2 separate regions of the Mus musculus genome follow, and region 1 is linked to region 2. Evidence: chromatin contacts called from public Hi-C data. All regions are on one chromosome and are shown on one strand. Each heading gives the region's core, a stretch centred on a gene start, on an enhancer-like site or on the middle of the called end of the contact. The rest is flanking DNA. Distances are from core to core; before and after follow the strand shown.

What was found. A called contact is a pair of places that touch in the nucleus more often than the background predicts.
Region 1: a Hi-C map of liver shows a contact between it and region 2, with 2.8 times the contacts expected there. The contact joins two enhancer-like sites. A contact is called at or near these places in 3 of 484 Hi-C or Micro-C datasets (cerebral cortex and liver), 1 of 115 datasets of contacts at active chromatin or transcription factors (embryonic hindbrain) and 1 of 9 other capture datasets (embryonic stem cells).

What each region holds. Positions count from the first base shown.
Region 1 is chr2:102,381,185-102,384,675 of GRCm38.p6, forward strand. All of the region lies in intron 1 of Trim44 (tripartite motif-containing 44), which reads right to left. Among named protein-coding and RNA genes, the nearest start is that of Gm52521, 17 kb to the left of the region's middle. Within about 2 kb of position 1,502, at least 24 of the 459 cell types and tissues checked have an H3K27ac peak or open chromatin away from gene starts, as enhancers often do. A contact at or near this core is called in liver, where this site is marked.
Region 2 is chr2:101,964,408-101,967,737 of GRCm38.p6, forward strand. All of the region lies in intron 4 of Ldlrad3 (low density lipoprotein receptor class A domain containing 3), which reads right to left. Among named protein-coding and RNA genes, the nearest start is that of Gm39888, 26 kb to the right of the region's middle. Within about 2 kb of position 1,439, at least 15 of the 459 cell types and tissues checked have an H3K27ac peak or open chromatin away from gene starts, as enhancers often do. A contact at or near this core is called in liver, where this site is marked.

The DNA of each region.
Region 1 (3,491 bases), core at 252-2,751, 420 kb after region 2:
TCCCAGTACCCAGGAGAAAACTAGCCTAGATTACATAGTGAATTCCAAGCCAGCCAGGCTATAGAAGGAAGGGAGGGAGGGCAGGAGGGGGTGGGGGGTGGGGGAGAGGCAGGCGAGGGAGGGAGGGAGTGAAAATTAAATAAACACAATTTGCTCAGGATGATTTCACTGCTTCATCTCAGACTCAACTATGTCAAGGCCCTGCAAAAGAATTTCTATCTTATGGACTACTGATTTTTATTTTGAAACTTTATGTATCTGATACAGAAGTATTCATATCAGGTTTAAATTCAAATCAAATTACTATAGTTAAGAAAGCAAATTTTTGAGTCAGACACATGGCTTTGAAGTTGTCACTAATTAGTTAAGTAATCTAGGACAAATTATTAAATTTCTCAAACTCTTCTCTCTTGCCTACAAAACAGGGATAATACACAAAAGTAATTATGAGTAAATGGATATGGGTAAAATGAGGTCATTTGAAATATCTGCAGAAGTATTAGCAGAGTGTACAGCATACAGTAAGTGTTCCAAAATGACACCTGCCTGTCATTTATAGTACAGTGGAACAAAAATGTGATGTGAGCCCCCACAGAGGCAAGCCTCTATATAATCTTAAATTTGAGAGTACAATCCAACAAAAATGTAGTGTGAGCCCCTGCCCCCACCTCCAGGCAAGCCTCTATGTAATCTTAAGTTTTAGAGTAGCTATAATAAGAAAGTAAGACCACCTTTAATAAATTTTGCTTAAATTATTATGTCTAAAATATCAGCAACATGTAATTTCAATATGAGGTCTTACCTATTAAGTCTCTGACCTTTTTCTGCTCTGGCCCATATCTTCTCTTGGAAATCCTTTCTTGCCTAATAAATTATCTCCCCCCCTCACTCACACACACATACACACACACACACACACACACACACACACACGGCACTCAAGGTAGGGGGAGAAGGAGATGGAAGGAGGGAGAAAGACAGAGACAAAGAGAGAGAGTCTTATGATTCCTACCCATCCCCAACTAGGTCTTCGAAATCTAGTTCTTATTCATACAGCCCAATTCAAGCTCGACTAGAGACATTTTCTGTAACATGAAGTGTCATGTTACATGTGGCTAGTGAGCACTGTAAAGGTCAGCACAGAAGGCAGACCTTTCCCATATGGCTTCAAAAGCCAACTCTATCACCAGCTGTGTGATATTAGGCAAGTCATCTTACCTCCTGCACCTCTACTTCTTTCTCTATAAAATGGAGCTAGCCATAATAGTACCTGTTGCTGAGAGATAATTACATTCATGTATACCAGGATAGTTAGAACAGGACCTAGCACTGGATAAAAAGAATGAAATATGTATTTAATTACTGTTTTTTCTGATTTGGGATGTTTTGAGTTCCTTAAAGGCTAGAACTATTGTTTAATGTCTGTATCTCTTATACCCTGTTTCAAGAAGGTGTTGCTTTCCCGGGGCTAGAATAACGGCTCAGCAGACAAAGTGCTGCCACTCTGTGGTTGCAAGCCCAGTGATCTGAGCTCAGTTCCTGGAACCCACACAAAGGTGGAAACAGAGAACTGATTTCACAAATTTGTTCTCTGACCTTCACACATGCACGGTGGCATGCATGCCTTCAAATATTTTTAGGTCATTAAGGTAGTGTTTAAAACAAAGGTGTGAAATGTCCATTGAAAGAAATGAATAACTGAATATAAAATCTTAAGAAAAATGTTCTTATTGTAATACATGCATGTAGCAAAATCTCAAGTCACAAGAACTAATTTATTTTCTTATCTCAGAAATTCTATGAAATAGGACAAGACCACTTATTGTTCAGTAAGGAAACAAGCATAAAGACAATTATTGTTATTTTTTTATGGGAGAAGGGTCAATTAAGGTCAATTATTTCTGTAATATGTAATAAACATATTACAGAAATCACTTACTCAAGATCAGCTACAAAGTCAATTCAATCCCTCCCAAACAGGAAATCCTTTGGAAGATCCATTCCATAAATTAGAATACACTAATGGCTCTTCTCCCACTAACTGCCTTCCCCTCCCAAGACTACAAGCAGAAGGTCTAAGGTCATGTGACCATGCCCAGCATTTGCTTTAGATGTGCTCTTTGAACACAACTCAGATCACATTTCCATTCTAGCCATGGTTGTAAAGTTTGGTAATTTCTATTTTTTAAACTAGCTTCTCTACTCGTTTAAGCTTTTAATCTCTATGGTCTTGCAACTGACAGTTGGGAACAGAAATTTAGAAGTCATATACCAGGGAGGGTGAAACCTTAGTACTTAAAAAAGGCTTAGGTTGCCAGATACAATCCTGCTTTTTATAAGATAATCAGACAAAAAAAGCCTGTCTGGTGATATCATTCCTCTAACCTATTTTCATTGGCTGAACAAGCAGGTCACTTGTCCCTGGAAAGCTTTCCCCAGCATCTCTCTCTCTCTCTCTCCCTCTCTCCCTCTCTCTCTCTCTTTCCAGCTGCTGGCACCCATTTTAAGCTATTCAGCAAGAACACTAATGGATTATGACTTTACCCCTGGCTGTAGAAAAAAGAAAGGAATGCACCAAACCATGTCTTGCCGCCTTGTCTTGTCTTTCCTTCAGAAAACGAAGAATGAAGGAATCCCTAAGCAGATGACAGACTGAAGGCAGCTGTACCTTGCTAGTTTAGAGATGAGGAAACCCTTTGTCTTTTCCTAAAAATGCATTTCACCACCAGAATCCTTCCTCCTGCCCACAAAGCATCAAAAGCATGGCCTCCCCAGGGGACACACAGAGCAGCATCTGAGAGCCTTCCTTCAGGAAATCCTACATTCTACATTTCCAGCCAATTCAAGAGTTATTTTCAAACATTCATTGGGCTTTACATTGAGCCTGCTATGTTCAGCCTCAAAACAAGTATGAAGAATAGCTTCCCTAATACAACCACCCCCAAATAGAAATGAAAATGAAAGTCTCTTAGAGCAAACCTGTCTCTAACAAGTTCTAGAATTGATGCAAAACTACAAAAGGAAGATTCTGGTCCAAGTTCACCCCATCCACGGCTTGTATTCCCCACACCTACTCCTTCCTGTACTCTATGGAGCCTTATGCATATTCTGACAAACAGACAGCAATCTGGTAGGCTATACTAGGAGAGCAGTGCCCAGGCACTAAGTAGAGGGGGAAGATACCGACTGTTTCAAACTGAGCTACTCTGGAGGCCTGAGAAAGGGAAACAATTAAGTCAGAGAGCCAGAACTCAACCACCAAAGCCCAGAGTGAGAGAGAGACTGCCCTGAAAGCAGGTGTAGAGAGAGAACAGGTCACTAAAAAGCAGAGGCATCCAGGGGCAAGAGGCTCAGTGAAATGATGTCACTGAGAAAAGGAGCCCTGCTTTCCGGCAGACATCATCAGAGGCTAATTATGAGGTCCAGTATTCCTGAGACTGAGGTTAGCAAGCTAGAGCCACCACTCTGCCATACTTTGCTGTAGAGGCAAG
Region 2 (3,330 bases), core at 189-2,688:
ATGAGTCGTTGTTTCTGCTACTCTATGATACTGGAACCTCACTGGGACCCCTCTTGGATATCCTGTTGTTGCCCTGTGTCATGGAGATCCTGTAGTTTTGGATCTGTAGGACCAGCCCCTTCATGCACTCCAGCAGTTCATCAATGGGGAAGATATTGGGGTGGATATCAAAGTCCCACCCTAATATCTGGCCTCAGAGGCATTTGAGCTGGTCACCTTGTCTGCTCTCCTGCTCCCATGCCGCTGTGGCCAGATCACCAGCAAACCCTGTTACAAGGACCAGCTCTAGCCTGCTGCCCAGGTGATGTGCAGGGCCCACTATTCTGAGTATTGCAGATGGTGAGAGGTGTGGCCAGTGACATGGGCGAGGGAGAAAGGTTTCTCTCCTCTTGCCCCTTGCCAATGGCAGCCAGGAGAGCTGGCCCTGCCCCTCACCTGCTGCAGCACTTGGGAGAGCAGTTCCTGCGCCTCACCTGGGCAGCAGGGTAGAGCTGGCCTGGGGCTGAGAGTGTGCCAGAGCTGGCCCTGGGTCACGAGAGCTGGCTGTAGGAAGCCAACTCTAAGATGGCGCCGGGCACCAGGTGTGCCGTTGTCATAAACAACATCAGCGCAGGTCTAAGGGGAGTCTGGCGCCAACCCCTCCCGAGCCGGTACATGCTAATTAGGTGACAGCAGTTCAACCTATCCCAGGAGGACACAAAGCCTTTCCCTGTGCTGGGGTGCATATAAGCAGACCTCCCTGGGTGCCTGGAGTTCCCGTAGCAGCATCGAGGTGTTCCTGCAATAAAGGCTGTTGAGAAGAATCCGACCGTGTTGTGTCTTCCTTGCCGGCCGAGGTGGGAGCGACAGCTGGCCCTGGAGTCATGAGATTGGTAGAACTGGCTGCCTCTAGCTTCTTTTAGTTATGGGTTCTGGAGGCCAGATTCACTTTACCAACTAAGCCATCACCTCAGACAAAGCTCTTTTTCCCATCAGTTTCTAACCTGTTCACCCCAAGGTCAGCTCCTGAGCATAGTGAAAGTTTGAGGTATCCTGCTAAGACTCTGAGACCTTGGATCTAGTCATCTGTGAGGAGGAATAACCTAGAGACAACCTAGGGAAGTAGCTGGCTAATGGCCTCTCAGTCAAGAAGCGGGGCCCAGGGCAGTTTCAGAACTGGCTGGAGGGGAAAGCGTTTAATTGGCTATTTAAGGTGGAAGCGGACTTTTCTTTTTTTTAATGGGAATTCAGATTGCTTCCAAGACTTCATGATGAGGGTAATTGGGAGCTAGGGCCTGGGTGGCCTTTTCAGAACTCTGCTCAATTATGTTATCACTTAAAAAAACATCAAGGGACGAGTGCTATGGGCATGGAGAGCCAGAGTCCCTTCCCACCACTCCCACTGCAGAGCACAGAATGGTGTTAAGCAAACAAAGCAAGAACAAACACCAGGGAAGACAGCACAGGCGTGTAGACTTGAAATGAACTGACCCACTAGAGTCAAAGCTTGCAGGGGGTGGAGTCCCCTCTTCTGCGAAAGGAAGAGCTTTAGCAATCCTGGGATTCCTCTCAGGACAATCTCAGCTGCTCCTGCAAGGAACTTAAATGAATATCGGTGCCTCCCAGAATTCGCTGAGTAAGGGCTGTGCAGAATTACTATTTCTATTGCTTACTGTATCTATTTACCTGGAGTGTTTGGTGGAGGCTGTAAAATTAAATGCTTAGCAGACATTCTTTAAACTCAATGGTCAGTTGGTTTCTGGTCCAGTAATAAGGCTTGCTGAGTTACAATGCAATGGTTTATTGAGCCTTCTGTGACAGCGGCCAGGGCAGAATATGCTAACTCCAGCAGGATTTGAGAGCAGGGTACTTTGATCAGCTGGGAGTATGGCATAATCACCCACAGATAATACTGCAGGGAAAAGGTTCACCCAATAAACTGGGGAGAGAAAAATCTGTCTAGTTAAGTCAATGCAAATAAAATCTCATTAGTAGGTGACGAGAGAACAAATCCCCTCCGGTCCCAACACGGCTCCTCAAAGGGCGCCTCCAGCCAGTTCCTGGAGACAGAGGCTCTGGTGTTAGACTGGCACCATATAAACCCCTTAGCCATTCCCTCAACTTCCTGTCTTGTCCTTCTCTATTGTTCCACATTTTTCTCTCCTTATCTATAAAGTTCTTTTCCAGAAGCAATTAAGCTCCCAGCTCACTCCTTGTTCTATGGCCTAGGAGAAGCAACCCATGTTCCAAACACCGATCAGGAGTGGGGTCTCTAAAATCTTACCCTCTAGTCTTCTACAACCCGAATCTCTTCCAGCATCTGTGCTCTAGCCAGGGATGGCCAAAGGCTGACCTCATGCTTGTTTTTGTTATTTTGTTTTTATAAATAAAGCTTTATTGATACACCATCATACCCATTCACTTGAGAGTTGCCTCTGGTTGCTTTTTCTGCTCCACTGTCCAAGTAGGATAGTCATGATGATGACTTTTTAGACTCACAAAACTCAGAATATGGTTGTCCCACATATGAACTAATTCTGAAAAATTAGTCTAGCCATGCAGAATATTAACAATTATGGCCAGAAGATATAACTACTAGTGTAAAAGAGAGAGAGAGAGAGAGAGAGAGAGAGAGAGAGAGAGAGAGACATCAAGAAATCAAGGAGAATTCAAATGCAACTCATTTCCACTGGCTTTTGCTCCCTTACCCTGTTTGAGACAGAGTGCATCTATGTAGCCCAGGCTGGCTTTACACTCCTAATCCCCTTGTCTTTGCCTCCTGCGCACCGGGATTATAGATATGCACCACAATGTCTGGCTGGCTTGTTTCTTTTGTTGTCTTAGAAGCAAGCTACTAAAATGTTCCTACAGGAAATAGCAAACTTGGTCTCAATATCAGCTCTGAGGCCCTTGAATGATTAATACATCCGTCTGCTCTCTGCCTCCATGATCTCCCTGGGAGGCCGTGCAGTATTGCCTGCCTGAGCAACCCTGTCTTCTCCTTGGATGTCTCATGTTTGTGCCTCTTGACAAAAAGGCTTGGCGGAGCGGTGGGGCATTTTAATGACAGGGCTCTTCAGGATTCATTTCAACACCAGGGGCCTCCTGGGCAGCGGGTCACAGGAGCTGACTCTTTCATAATAGATGAATAACTACAGGGTCTGGGGCTATGAGGGATTCCGTATTACCTGCTTGATTCTTAGAGGGGGAAATAAGAATGGAGTTTCCCTGGGGCCACGTTAGAGCCCATGTATCCCTGCTGAAAGCCCTCCAGCTGACCAAGACAGGCTGGAGTTCGGGCACACATTTTAAACATTAACAGGCTGCATAAAACAAGCAAGTGAGAAATCA